Linked DNA regions of Mus musculus: regions 2 and 3 are each linked to region 1. A link is a contact called in public Hi-C and HiChIP or PLAC-seq data. All regions are on one chromosome and are shown on one strand. Each heading gives the region's core, a stretch centred on a gene start, on an enhancer-like site or on the middle of the called end of the contact. The rest is flanking DNA. Distances are from core to core; before and after follow the strand shown. Region 1 holds the start of Senp2 (SUMO/sentrin specific peptidase 2). Region 2 has its middle 21 kb from the start of 1300002E11Rik. Region 3 overlaps Ehhadh (enoyl-Coenzyme A, hydratase/3-hydroxyacyl Coenzyme A dehydrogenase).

The links. A called contact is a pair of places that touch in the nucleus more often than the background predicts. HiChIP or PLAC-seq counts read pairs in DNA pulled down with a chosen protein or histone mark.
Region 2: a contact with region 1 is called in an H3K4me3 HiChIP or PLAC-seq map of the SCID.adh cell line, with 15 read pairs. The contact joins the enhancer-like site here to the promoter of Senp2 in region 1. A contact is called at or near these places in 20 of 39 promoter capture datasets (the C10 cell line, the HPC-7 cell line, the SN4741 cell line and 11 more), 1 of 15 datasets of contacts at CTCF or cohesin (the NIH/3T3 cell line), 9 of 484 Hi-C or Micro-C datasets (the G1E-ER4 cell line, the HL-1 cell line, embryonic stem cells and 2 more), 16 of 115 datasets of contacts at active chromatin or transcription factors (the SCID.adh cell line, bone marrow-derived macrophages, embryonic basal ganglia and 7 more) and 4 of 9 other capture datasets (adipose tissue, embryonic stem cells, liver and 1 more).
Region 3: a contact with region 1 is called in a Hi-C map of the G1E-ER4 cell line, with 2.4 times the contacts expected there. The contact joins the enhancer-like site here to the promoter of Senp2 in region 1. A contact is called at or near these places in 18 of 39 promoter capture datasets (the 3T3-L1 cell line, 3T3-L1-derived adipocytes, the C10 cell line and 11 more), 27 of 484 Hi-C or Micro-C datasets (CD4 T cells, CD8 T cells, the G1E-ER4 cell line and 9 more), 16 of 115 datasets of contacts at active chromatin or transcription factors (the SCID.adh cell line, bone marrow-derived macrophages, embryonic midbrain and 7 more) and 5 of 9 other capture datasets (adipose tissue, embryonic stem cells, liver and 2 more).

Annotation. Positions count from the first base shown.
Region 1 is chr16:22,006,966-22,010,907 of GRCm38.p6, forward strand. Senp2 (SUMO/sentrin specific peptidase 2) reads left to right here and starts at 2,519. Exons shown (of 17, transcript NM_029457.3): 1 at 2,519-2,777. The coding sequence starts at 2,677.
Region 2 is chr16:21,813,479-21,817,538 of GRCm38.p6, forward strand. No RefSeq gene overlaps it. Among named protein-coding and RNA genes, the nearest start is that of 1300002E11Rik, 21 kb to the left of the region's middle. Within about 2 kb of position 1,658, at least 65 of the 459 cell types and tissues checked have an H3K27ac peak or open chromatin away from gene starts, as enhancers often do. A contact at or near this core is called in the SCID.adh cell line, adipose tissue, bone marrow-derived macrophages and 3 more, where this site is marked.
Region 3 is chr16:21,776,812-21,781,168 of GRCm38.p6, forward strand. It overlaps Ehhadh (enoyl-Coenzyme A, hydratase/3-hydroxyacyl Coenzyme A dehydrogenase), which reads right to left. Exons shown (of 7, transcript NM_023737.3): 2 at 988-1,091. Among named protein-coding and RNA genes, the nearest start is that of Ehhadh, 8.8 kb to the right of the region's middle. Within about 2 kb of position 1,855, at least 22 of the 459 cell types and tissues checked have an H3K27ac peak or open chromatin away from gene starts, as enhancers often do. A contact at or near this core is called in the G1E-ER4 cell line, adipose tissue and extraembryonic endoderm stem cells, where this site is marked.

The DNA.
Region 1 (3,942 bases), core at 1,269-3,768:
CCCCATTTACCTGAAAATTTCCTCATTTTGTTTGTCTTTACAGATGAGCAATGTTCCATTGTGAATATGTATCCCATTTCCCTTATCTACTTTCAGGTGACGGACACCTAGGTTGTTTCTATTTCCTAGCTATTGTGGGATTAGCACAGTGATACTGGGGTGTCTTGGGAAACAACATGATCTTTCTTGGGGAGGTTGGGTCCTAAAACATGATCATCACCACAACCACTATGGGCCAGTGACTTTCAGGTTCCCATCTCATAAATTCCAAGTGTGAAGTTCACGTACCACAAAAGGTGAGTTTGGAGAGAACTTTACTATAGATTCCTAGGTATGAAAGTGGTGCCCTCCCCTCCCTCACCCCCTAAACCCGTGGCAGTCTAGAGAACTGGCCCTGAGGTCATGAGAGAGGGTGGCCCTGTCCCTCCCTACTATAGCACCTTGGCAAATGGGCCCTGTATCTTGCTTGCCTGGGCAGCACAAAGGAGCTGGCCCTATTGGCAAAGGCACCCTACATGAGTGGGAGAGCTGGCCAGGTCCTCACAGGCTACAGCACCTTGGAGAGCAGACTCCGAATCTTGGCTGGGCACATTGGAGGTTTGGGTCTGGGTGAGCTGTCCTGGGGGAGAGGAGGAGAAATGAGCCTGCCTCCTGCAGATAACAACATTGGGTGGGCTAGCTGGAGCAATGCTAGAGAGGGACCTCACCCTGTGGTGTGAAAAGGGAGAGCCAGCGCGCTGACCAGTTCAACTACCACCCATTCAGCTGCCTCTGCTTCACCTGCTCTAACCACTTGCCTCTCCTTGTCTAATTCTCATGACCATCATAGCAGGGAGCATGTCAGCAGGAAGGCATAGTGCTGGACCAGTAGTTGAGAGCTCACATCTGAGGACCAGGTAGATCCTCAATGCCCCGGTGTGTGCATTAGGCAGGTAATTTTCATTAGCATATGGCCTTATACACCCAATAGGAAAGATAGAGCCTGGTTTTTGTTGTTGTTGTTTTGTTTGTTTATGAGAAGGTCTTTCTACTTAGTTCTGGTTATTCTGGAACTAATTGCGTAGACCAGGCTGGCCTCTAATTCACAGAGATCCACCTATCTCTACCTCCCAAGTGCCGGCATTAAAGGCATGTGCCACTATGCCCAGCAGTGACTGTTTTTGTTTTTGTTTTTTGGGTTTTTGTTTTTTGAGACAGGGTTTCTCTGTGTAGCCCTGACTGTCCTGGAACTCAGTCTGTAGACCAGGCTGGCCCTTGAACTCAGAAATCTGCCTGCCTCTGCCTCCCAAGTGCTGGGATTAAAGTCATGTGCCACCACCGCCCGGCTTTGAGACTGTTTTTAATACTTCAAGGGACTGCACTCCCAGACATTATGCTTAAGTCCATAGGAGATATTATTTAGACATTTATTTCTAATGGTTTTCCTTTAATCCCAGCACTCGGGAGGCAGAGGCAGGCAGATTTCTGAGTTCGAGGCCAGCCTGGTCTACAAAGTGAGTTCCAGGACAGTCAGGGCTATACAGAGAAACTCTGTCTCAAAAAACAACAACAACAACAACAACAAAACAACAAAAAGGAAGAAAGAAAGAAGAGAAGAGAAGAGAAGAGAAGAGAAGAGAAGAGAAGAGAAGAGAAGAAAAGAAAAGTGTATACATTCCCAGAGAGGATAATGAGAATTGATTGCTACCTGACAGCTGAGGGGAAGAGACAAGCTGATTAGAAAAGGCCACAGGAATCATTCAGTCCCTGTTTCTCGGAAGCTTTTCCTAAGAAGTCGTGTCCGTCTGCCCTACTCACTCCCCAGCATCTGGTTTAACTTTCTCTAGTTCCATTGCGCATTACAATCATTTATCACATAAGCAGGTGACCTTGTATTCTAATTTATAAGTATCTATGAAAATGTCTCTCCCAGTAAACTTGCACGTATGCGTGCGGAATGAGCCCTAATAGTTAGACTGGCTCAAATGCTAGTGGTTAGCTCCATTTTCTTAGGCACATGGTTTAATTGCTATATACCTTTGGTTTTTATGACATTCCTAAAATTCCCCACTGTGTCCGGTTGCTGTAAACATGACGGCAATCCGGGTAAAGTATTAGACCAATGTATATACAAAATAAAGCGCAAACCCTTACATACTCATTAACTAACCTGACCTATTTTCCACCCTGCGCATTCTTTTACAGAACCCTCCACTGTCGGGTTGCTTGGGTAGCTCTCCCGGCCCAGCATCGATACACGTGGTTTGGGTCTGTGGGCCTTGTCCCGAGATCGACTCCTGACTGGCTCTGCCAAAGAGAAAGCCCCGCCCTTCGGTCTGCCAGTCAGACCCGCGCAAGAGCCCGCTCTCCCCGTCCCGCTTCCTGTTGCTAGGCTTACAAGGAGCAGGCCCAGACTGCGCATGCTCAGACTCCGGAGGCCGCTTTCCCGTTGGGCGGAAGAAGGTGACGTCAACGGCTTCTAGAGAGTCCTCCCCTAGCCCGGGGAACGTTAAATCTGTGGGCCCTCTGATGGCGTCACAAGTCCGCGCCTGATCCTGGCTACGGCTGAAGCGGCGAAGGCGGCAGCGGCAGCGGCAGCGGCAGCGGCGACGGCGGCGGCGGCGGCGGCGGCGGCGGCGACAGCTCTGGGGTTCGCGTCTCGGGGTGTGTCGGCCGCCGCTGCTGCTCAGGCCTGGAATGTACAGATGGCTGGCTAAGGTTCTCGGCACCATTCTTCGCTTGTGTGAGCGGCCCGCGCCCGGGGCCCGCGCCCTACTCAAGAGGCGGCGCTCCAGCAGGTAAGGTGGCCGCGCGCCGGTCGGGTCCCCTCCCCCGCGCTGGCGTTGGGCGCCGCGGGCCTGTGGGAACCGGCGACTACGGGACCGCGGAGGCCTGGGGAGAGTCCGTCCCTCTAGCTGCGAGCGGAAGGGGAACGGGAGGCCGGCGATGTGCTGCTCGCCGGATACGGCTCCTGTCGCCCGGTGTCGTCGCGGGCGGACAGCGCAGGAGCGAGTCACTAGGTTAGGAGTTTGCCCGTAGTCGTTTGACTGCGAGTGCTGTTGTCTTCGCACCGAGGAACAGCAGTTGTCTTGTTCGACAGCAACTGTCGGGGTGTGTGTGTTGGGCTGCAGGGGAAGGGAATGGTCCTGTTCTTTAACATCCTTGTAAGAGGCAGAAAGTATTTACGTACCGCACTCTTGTAAGATTCGGTTAAAATTAGAAGGAAATGACAAATATTAGTACTTAGCATCTACTCCTTTATTTACTTTACAGTGTCTTCCCTTTTAAGGGTTTATCTAGAAAACAAAATATTCTACAACTTCTATACTCCCCCCTGTCTCCCACTCTTACATTCTCCCTCCCTTTCCTTCCTCTGCTATGTCTACTTCACTTATTATTATGATGATGGTGATTATTTTTGTTTCCAGGTCAAGAGAAGTGGACAAAAGATTGGATTAGGGGAAGTAGATCAAAATGATTCATAGATGACTCCAGGAATGTAGGTCATTGGTGAAACTGGTTGTTCGCTAAACTGTAGCATGTAGTCCCATGGCTTCTACAGTTCCATGGGGTTCAGATAAGAATCGGTTAAGATGTTATAAAGTTCTCAAACTGATGCTTATGTAAGAATAGTTTATTCTCCCCCAACTGGATCTGGTGCACAATGAAACTGCATATTTATCGAACAGGGACTGGTGATCGCCTCACATTTTCATTCATAGTCCCTCGGAGTCAGCAGTATGCCGACCCAAACCTGAGTGTGGATGTGTCCTGGCCAGCCTTGACTTCTAGCTGCTTTCTGTTCTTTACTACATTCGGGGGCTCGTGGGTTATTTTGTTTTGTTTTGTTCTTTTGTTTTTTGAGACAGGGTTTCTCTGTGCAGCCCTGGCTGTCCTGGAACTCACTCTGTAGACCAGGCTGGCCTCGAACTCAGAAATCGGCCTGCCTCTGCCTCCCGAGTG
Region 2 (4,060 bases), core at 408-2,907, 190 kb before region 1:
GTCAAAATTCTCTTGTTTCCCCAGCTCACTAGCATACAATTCCGGGCTTTCCAGTTCTCCAGCCTGGAGTTACCCTTGCAACCTAATGCCTTAGATTGTCCCATGGAGTCAACTCTGAGTGCATCAGCCTCCACGCATCTCCCTAGGCAACTGCATGTCCTGCTGAACGAAAGCCATGATGTCACTCCCTGGAATGGGGGTGGGGTGTCCCCTTTACCTCTTCAATGCGACTTCTTCTCTGTCCTGATTCACTTGCTTCTGCTGCTGTCCCTGCTTTGTGTTTGGAGAGACCCCTTTGGTGTTGTTTCCTGTTCTTGGGATGTCCCTCCCTCATTCCACATGCCACTTCCTTTACTCTTTCAGGCCTTGACTCAAGTCACTTTCTTAGTGAAGTCTAGGTTAGCCTACTGTATAACCCCTTAGCCTCCCTTCCCCCACCGTGTGTAGGCTTTATCTAGGAAGGTTCTGCTTGCTATAGCGCTTTTGGGTTCATCTTTCCGGTGCCTCTGGTCTATAAAGCTTCTGCAGGGAAATCCACTGACCATGTTTAGGAGCTCTTGTGTATGTGACAGATTGATTTTCTCTTGACACAAGTTTTTCTTTGACTTTTGACAGTTCAGTTATATTTCTTTCTGTGGACTTCTTTGGGCTCATTAGTCAGAACACTTTGACCTCATTAAATTTAGATATGCAGGGGCGGCGAGATAGCTCAGTGGGTAAAGGTTCTGGCTGCAAAGCCTTATAACGCAATCAGTCCCCAGAACCTAGGTGGAGGAGAGTTGTTCTGTAATATTGTCACATGTGTATCATAGCACATACATACCTCTTCATACGCGGTAAATAGAGAGGTAATGAGGATGTAGAGGCCTGCTTCCCTTCACTCAGTCAGCAGGACTGGGGACGTGAGCGATGTCTGCCACCTTACACTGTCCCTCTCTTACACTGTAACTCTGTGTGTGTTGGCCATCTTAACAGTGTCTCAGGCCCTCGACTGTCACGTTTCCTTCTGTCCCTTCTACTTCATGATCTTAAATCGTCTGTCTTCGAGTTTACTGAGTTATTTGATCAAATGTAATGTTGAAAACCCATTGAGTTTTTCAGCTCAGTTACTGAGTTCTCCAGTTGTGTATTTTTTTCCTTTGGTTCTTTTATGTGATTTCTGACACCCTGTTGGTATTCTCTTGTTCCTGTATTACTTCTGTGATTTCACTGGCTATTTGTGTTGTGTCTTACAGTGCCTTCAGTTTCTTTAATACAATTTCTTTCTGTTCTTTCTCTGAATTCTTCAGCTTTGGTGTATACCCGGATTGTTTGTTTCGTTGTTAGTTTTGGTTTGCACAAAGTCTTACTCTGTAGACCAGGCTGGCTTCGTGCTTATGGCAGTCCTGCCTGAGCTTGCCCACTTGTTGAGTTTACACAAGGGAGCTGCCATGTCTGGGTAGGTTTCATTTCTGTGCTTCCTGTGACAGTTCCTCGTATTTGTTTCCTGTTAGACGTACCAAGAGAATAGACCTGCAGCCTCTTCTCCCAGTCATTTACGGACTAGATTCATACAGAGTGGATATTCACCCATCAGCCGAGATAGTTGAACCTCTCAAGTCTTTTATGGGTGCGTGGTCTCTGGACTGTGGGTTTATGTAATTCCATAATTGGAACACTTTTCCAGGAACTTGTAAGGGCTTCTTCCTCCCTCTGGTGTCTATTCTTGGTACTGCATACTCAGCACTATCCAGGCATCCAAAAATCCCACATTATCTCAGCACTTCCAAGTCAGGCTTGATAGAAACAGTCACTTAAAGCTTCTGAAAAGACGGGAAGTTAGACATACTTTCTTCTTTTCCCTTCTCCCCACAAGGAAGAAACTATGTATTTTACATTTCCAGCCGTGCTGGGAAGTGTACACTCAGCTACATGTCAGGTGCCTGGCTGCCTGTGGAGCTCTATGGCATCCAAATATGCAGTCCTACAAGAAAGTGAGCCCTTCAGATGTGTGTTACACTATAAATTGGGTATGACTCAGGTGAGCATAGCTGGGCTGGCCCTGGAAAAGGACACGTATCAGGGGAAATAAAATGCTTTTTACATCCGTGTGAAAGTGTCTGCGGTCTCAGCTCATAGAGACCAGCATCATATATTTCAGATACAGCTGCCAGCTCCAGATTGCTCAGCCGAGCAGCTGCAGCTTGTCATTGCCACAGATCCCTCCTCGGATCCATTAGGTTTGCTAGGGTTCACACAGAACCAGGAACTTACCTATGGATGGCTGACCGTAAAGGGAATTAGCAGGAAACGATGGAGAGGGACAGAGCAGGGCACGTGAGATGGGTGAGGGCTCTGCTCTCCAGGAATGGCCGTGGCTGAGCTGCCAGATGCTCCTTTGGGCTTTTGTGAGCGCTTCATTACCCAGCTGATTAACTGCCATGTTGCTTTATTTAACTCTTAGGTCCCCGTGTCCACCCAGCATCTGATGCTGCCCCTCAGTCTTGGTGGTGCTGGGCTCCCATTGGGTTTCCTAAGGTTACCAGCCATTGGCCAGCTCACTGACATAAAATATGTCTACCGCTGAAGACTGCAAGGATTTTAGGAAACAATTACACATTTTGAATTTCAAATTTTATTTTATTTTTAACCAAGAAGCTGAGAATAGGTGAGTAGACATAGAGATAAAAAACCTTGGAGAGAAGATGATTTGATTACCTATTTTTTTTCTTCTCTGTCCCAATTATTCCTTTGTTAATCTTACCTTTATTTGAAAGATCAGAGTTGCCTGTGCTTGTGGAGTTAGTACCCCATCCATTGTTCGTCAGTAAACTGGAGGCAGTAGGACCACTGAGAACCTGAGCAAGAAAGACAGCTGGTCGTCAAGACAGCCAGCAGTTAGTGCGATGTCATGCCTGACAAAGCACAGTCACAGTTAAGAGTCTGGACACTTCATTCCATGACATAGAACACATATTCTGAGGATCTGAGCACAAGTTTTAGAGACAGAAAAGGACTGGAAGAAAGAATTGACAAGTTAGCCGGGCAGTGGTGGAGCACACATTTAATCCCAGCACTTAGGAGGCAGAGGCAGGCAAATTTCTGAGTTCAAGGCCAGCCTGGCCTGCAGAGTTCCAAGACAGCCAGGGCTGCACAGAGAAACCCTGTCTCAAGGGAAAGAAAAGAAAGTAGCAGGGGATAGAGAAATAGCTCAGCAGTTAAGGGGATTATCTGCTTTTCCCGAGGTCCAGAGTTCAATTCCCAGTACTCACATGGTGGCTCACAACCATCTATAACGTGATCGGATGCCCTCTTCTGGCATGCAGGGGTACATGCAGATAGAATACTCATTCATAAAATAAATCTTGAAGGAAGAAGGTGGGTCATTTCCTTGAAAGAAGGGACAGGAGATGGAAGATCAGAAACATTCCTGTTTATATCAGGATCCCTCTTCCCGGGAGCCGCAGGGACCGATAGAGGAAGCTGTAATCCTACGGTTATAGCTGACCTACTTGGGGAAGTTTGGCTCACAAATCCTGATTCTTCAGGTCAGAGAAATGGCTCCGTTTCAAACTTTGCTGGGTTGAAATGGATGACACCATTTCAATTTTTAGCCTTGCATGTTGGATCCCAATAGCGGAGCTTAGCCCCTAAACAACAGCATTCAGTAATTTCTGTTTAATATGCCAGTACTTCAAAAAACGCATGGTAAGACAGGAGGTATGACTCAGCTGGTAGAGTACCTGCCTAAGCATAAGACCCTGGAACCCATATTCCTGGCTCCTCCTGCACTCGGGGCTGAAGTACAGCTGTCATTCATCCTGGCTCTCAGGAGGCAGAGGCAAGAGGATTAGGAGCTGAAGGGCATTACCACCTACAGAGGGAGTTCAAGCCCAGGCTAGACCATGTGAGACCCTGCCTCAAAACAAAGGGTTGGAGAGGTGTGGAATAGTTTAAGAGTACTTGCTGCTCTTGCATACGGTCTAGGTTTGGTTCCCGGGACCCACATGGAACTCACAATCATTCGCAACTCTAGTTCCTGGGGATCTGATGCCTGGTTTTTGGCTGCATAGGCACCAGG
Region 3 (4,357 bases), core at 605-3,104, 230 kb before region 1:
TTCAGTATGTATTTCTAACAAGGAGAACAGACTACAAAGCCTTATTTCTTGTCTTTACATGACAGAATACATAATTCATATAGTGTTTCCATAGGGCATCAGTAAGCTTGGTATTAATTTAATCTGTCTCTTCCTCAACCATTCTCATCTGGACTTGCTGAGCATTAAAATGTGTATAAAAACATATTGCTTTGGTTTTGGTTACTGGATCATCTCTACAGTGCTGAGCAGGCAATGTAAGCAGTGATTTTATGGCCAGTGTTTTTATATTGGTTTTTTTTTTTTATCCTCACCCCAGAACTGGTGTACTCTCAGGCCACCATTTACAAATACTGAAGACCTCTGGTATTGGGCCCTCATTCCCATGTGACTTCTGTCAAAGGGTGCAATGCATTCATTCTTGGGGCAGGGAAAGAAAGAGGTGCTGTGTGTGGACTACACCAGAGGAGTCATCACTTCAGATATTTGTGCTGTGCCTTGTCAGGTAGACCCAGAGAAACAGTGCTATGGTCACTGGGGGTAGGGGCTGTCTGAAGGAAAATGGGCTTTATTTCCAGACTCTGAATAAACAGTCATGCTTCCCGAACAGGTTCTGAGTACAGACACTGTACAAGGATAGTCAGCTAAGGCATCTCACTTAACCTCACACAGCCTTCGTCAGCTAGAAATCATGGACCCTGCTCTATAGGCAGAGACAATGACGTAAGGATGACAGAGACTGGCCCAAGCTCACGCAGGATAGAAGGGACATATGTAAAGCAGACACACATCAGCATGTTTGTGGCAGGCAGCAGCTATCAGCCATCAAGACTAGAATGAAATGTTCTTCAAAGGCCACCCAGTCCTGTCTGGGTCCCATCACCCATGATGCTTTTCACCTCCACTCTAGTGTCCCTAGTCACTACCCAAAGGGATAGCCGATGTACTGCTGGGCATTATCTGGGTATAATTCTAGAGGTAATGGGAAAGATCTAGACACTTAATTACCTGCACAGAAGTTGTCATTTGCTCCACAGATCACTATGGCTCTAACCGTATGGTCCAAACTAGCTTTCTGGAGTCCATTCCTTACTTCTGTGATTACAGTTGGACTAAAAGAAAAAAATTTTTATACAGCAAATTAAGCAAAATTAAATCTCTACCCTATTATTTCTTTACTAATGAACCACTGAACAGTTATGGTGGATAAAAAAAAATACAGATTTTTACCACAGAATTTTCACTATTTGTTAAAGAAATAAAATATCTACTGTCAATTAAGCGCAGGGCTGATAAAATAATTCCACTTTAAAAGCATTATTAGTTTCCTCCCTTGTGCTCTAAGTTTGATCATGAAAAGTTAGTAACCAGTTCTAAACGTGTTATACATGACATCGCAAGTACAGAGTTATCTGATAGGTATAAACATGCAACTGCTGTGTAAAGTGTAAGATCTGAGTGTGGCGGTAAAGGCACAAAGAAGGCAGGCAGCACAGAAGTTTGGAAGGGACAAATTTTCCTTCAATTTATCATGCTTTTAGAACAGAAAAGATAAAGGAGAACCTGTCTAGGACATGTGGCAGGGGTGCTAGTTATTTCAAACATCCCTTCCCCTTCACCTTCTTCTAAAACCTGCTTCTTAGCTGGATCCATGGTGGCCCAAAGCAAAGACTACATTTCCCAGCATGCTTTGCAGCACAGTCCGCCCACGCCACTAAGTTCTCTTGATACCTGCAACATTAAGGAAGATTTCTGGAAAACAGTGGACAAGATTTCCTACTTTTCTTTCCTCCCTACTCTTGGCAAAAGTACAGGTGAGGTGGCTGGACAGAAGTATTCTTCTTGTACCAAGAGGTAGATACGGAGGACTGCAGGACAGACACTGAGGGCTGTGGAGCAGCCATTCTGGACTACAGTGAGAGAAGTCACTAGTCTTTGTTTAATTCACTGTCTTTGAAAGTTTTCTGCCTGTGGAAGCCAAATTCCACACTAATTAATTCAGGAGGGAAAGGCAAGGGCAAAGAAACATTGAGCAAGACCTACAGTAGATGCTCTACCCAGGTTCAGTATATGAGGGAGCAGCTATAGAAAGTACAGCTAAAGCCACGGACGGGAACTGTCTTAGAGGAACAGGAACTGGAGCCAGGTCCGTCTCCATTCAAGGAGTAGGGAATGTTCAGTGATCCCATTCAGGAGAGTTTGTCGCAAGGGAAAGAGAGAATTTGCCAAGTGGATTAGGATGGTGAAGGAGGTGAACCTAAATCATGGGCTGTCAGCTGCACGGAAGACAGCAGCAAGCTCCAACCCTTTTTTGCTTGAGATTCTCTGTATTCTGAGCAGAAACTTCCCTCTTGTGCGGAAAAAGTAAACTGTTACAGAAGCGGTGCTATGATAACAAGACAAAGGCCCACAGGCTACAAGAGATACTTGCCCTGAGGAACAATAATTACCTTTCACCCAGTTACTTTTTAGCGACACACAACTAAACAGAACCTCCCACGCCTAATTCCTTACTAGGAAATGGAATAAGCAGAATCTGAACCATTAAGTAATACCGAGAAGTCCAAAAGGCTGAGGAGTTGTCCATCTGGGTAGACTTGCTTCTGGGAAACCATGCCCCCAGCCTAACAAAGCACCTCACACATTCAAGTCTGGCAGATAAACCACTGCAGTACTCTCACACAACCCATACAAATCTTCATTCCCAAACCACTTACAACAAACCAGAACACATGCACACTGCACAGCTCACAGTGCACTGCTTGACAATGACGACAAAAAGACACAAGACAAGGTCTCATCCTCATTGGGAACTCAACTGTTGTGGACAGAACACTATTTTCTCTCTATGGGCAAATGGTAGGAAGGGACCCCACTGCCAAACTGTCTCCTTCTGGATTTCCCTCTCCTGGGATCCACTGGGGAAAGGGCTGGGAGTTTATATGGCAACCATTTCCTCTTCTTTTATATACATTTTTGTTTCTTTTGAAAACTCACAAACAGAAAAATGGCTACCAATCAGAGGCTTGACTGGGCCGGATGAGGGTACCTAAGTGCTCTCTCAGGAAAGAGAGATGCTAGGAAGACATGTGACCCAAGCTCTGTTTTACTATGTGAGCCTTTTCCATCTTTGGAATTATTAAAAACAAAAACAAACAACCAAAACGATCAGGAAACATCTAAAGTTTACTAAACCAAATTTGTGCAATTTTCAAAAAGAAGTTAACAAATAAGAAAATAAAACCCGCAGACCAGATGAGGCTGGGTTTTGAGTTCAAGAAGCATGCTTTTCAGCTGTGCTTTTTGTATGCATGTGTCTGTAGCTCGGGTAGAATGCACCATGTCTGTCTTCCACAGGGTGGCAGTTTTAGAGATGTTTAAGGGTTTATAATAGTTTTGGGGAGAAAGGAGAAGAATTATTCGGTAGGCAATCATGGTGGCTCTCACCTTTAATCTCAGCACTTGGGAGGCAAAAAAAGTGAATCTCTATGAGCTCGAGGCCAGCCAGGGCTATACAGACTGAGACCTGCTCTTTAAAAAAAAAGAAAAGAAAAAAAAAAAAAGACTCGATGAGCTAGAAAGATAATTTCCCACTAAAAATTAAAAGGGAGAAAGAACAAAAGAATAAAACAAGGGAAAAACTGGGACCATACTCACTTGGTGAACAAGCTGACCTCATAAATTGGTGACAACCTCCTTAGAACAGAACAAGGAAGCACATCGGGGACAAGGGAGCCACTTTCCCTCTGCATAACAACTACCTGTCCCTAGTTACTTTCTATCTTTTAACCTTTTGCTTTTGACTGGTTAATTAGAAATGAAATCTGATCAGGAAAACAGATTATAAGTCATGACATTACAAGGCATGTGCAGTGGATATGGGCACCATTCTGGGGCCCGTTCTAGACTACGGAAATCGCCACCCAGAAGGCCTGCTGTGGGGAAGACTTAGACAATGCCACCTAAGACCCCAGATTTCTCAGATTTCCCAGAGAGAATCTTAGGAAGGTAATTGTGCAGAATGGGTGGAACGCTGCTGTGTTTCAGGCCTCAGGCACCCGAGTGGACTCACATTCTTTAAAACCTGTCTTGGCTGACAGGATACAGAAGGTCACTGCAGTTTACTTCTGGGTAAAGAACGGCAGCCAGTGGTGGCTCACATCTGTAATCCCAGTGCTTGGATGCTGGAGGCAAGAGGATTGCCAGAAGTTCAGGCCCAGTCTGCATTACAGGGTGAAATCTTGTTTCAAAACTCCAAAGCAAACAGCACCAGCAAACCCTCAGACAACAATGAAAGATTGGGCTCAACCAAAATCACCTCACTCGGTGGCCTGAGGAGAGACTGGCTTTTCCTATCCCGACCACACATTTCTTCTCA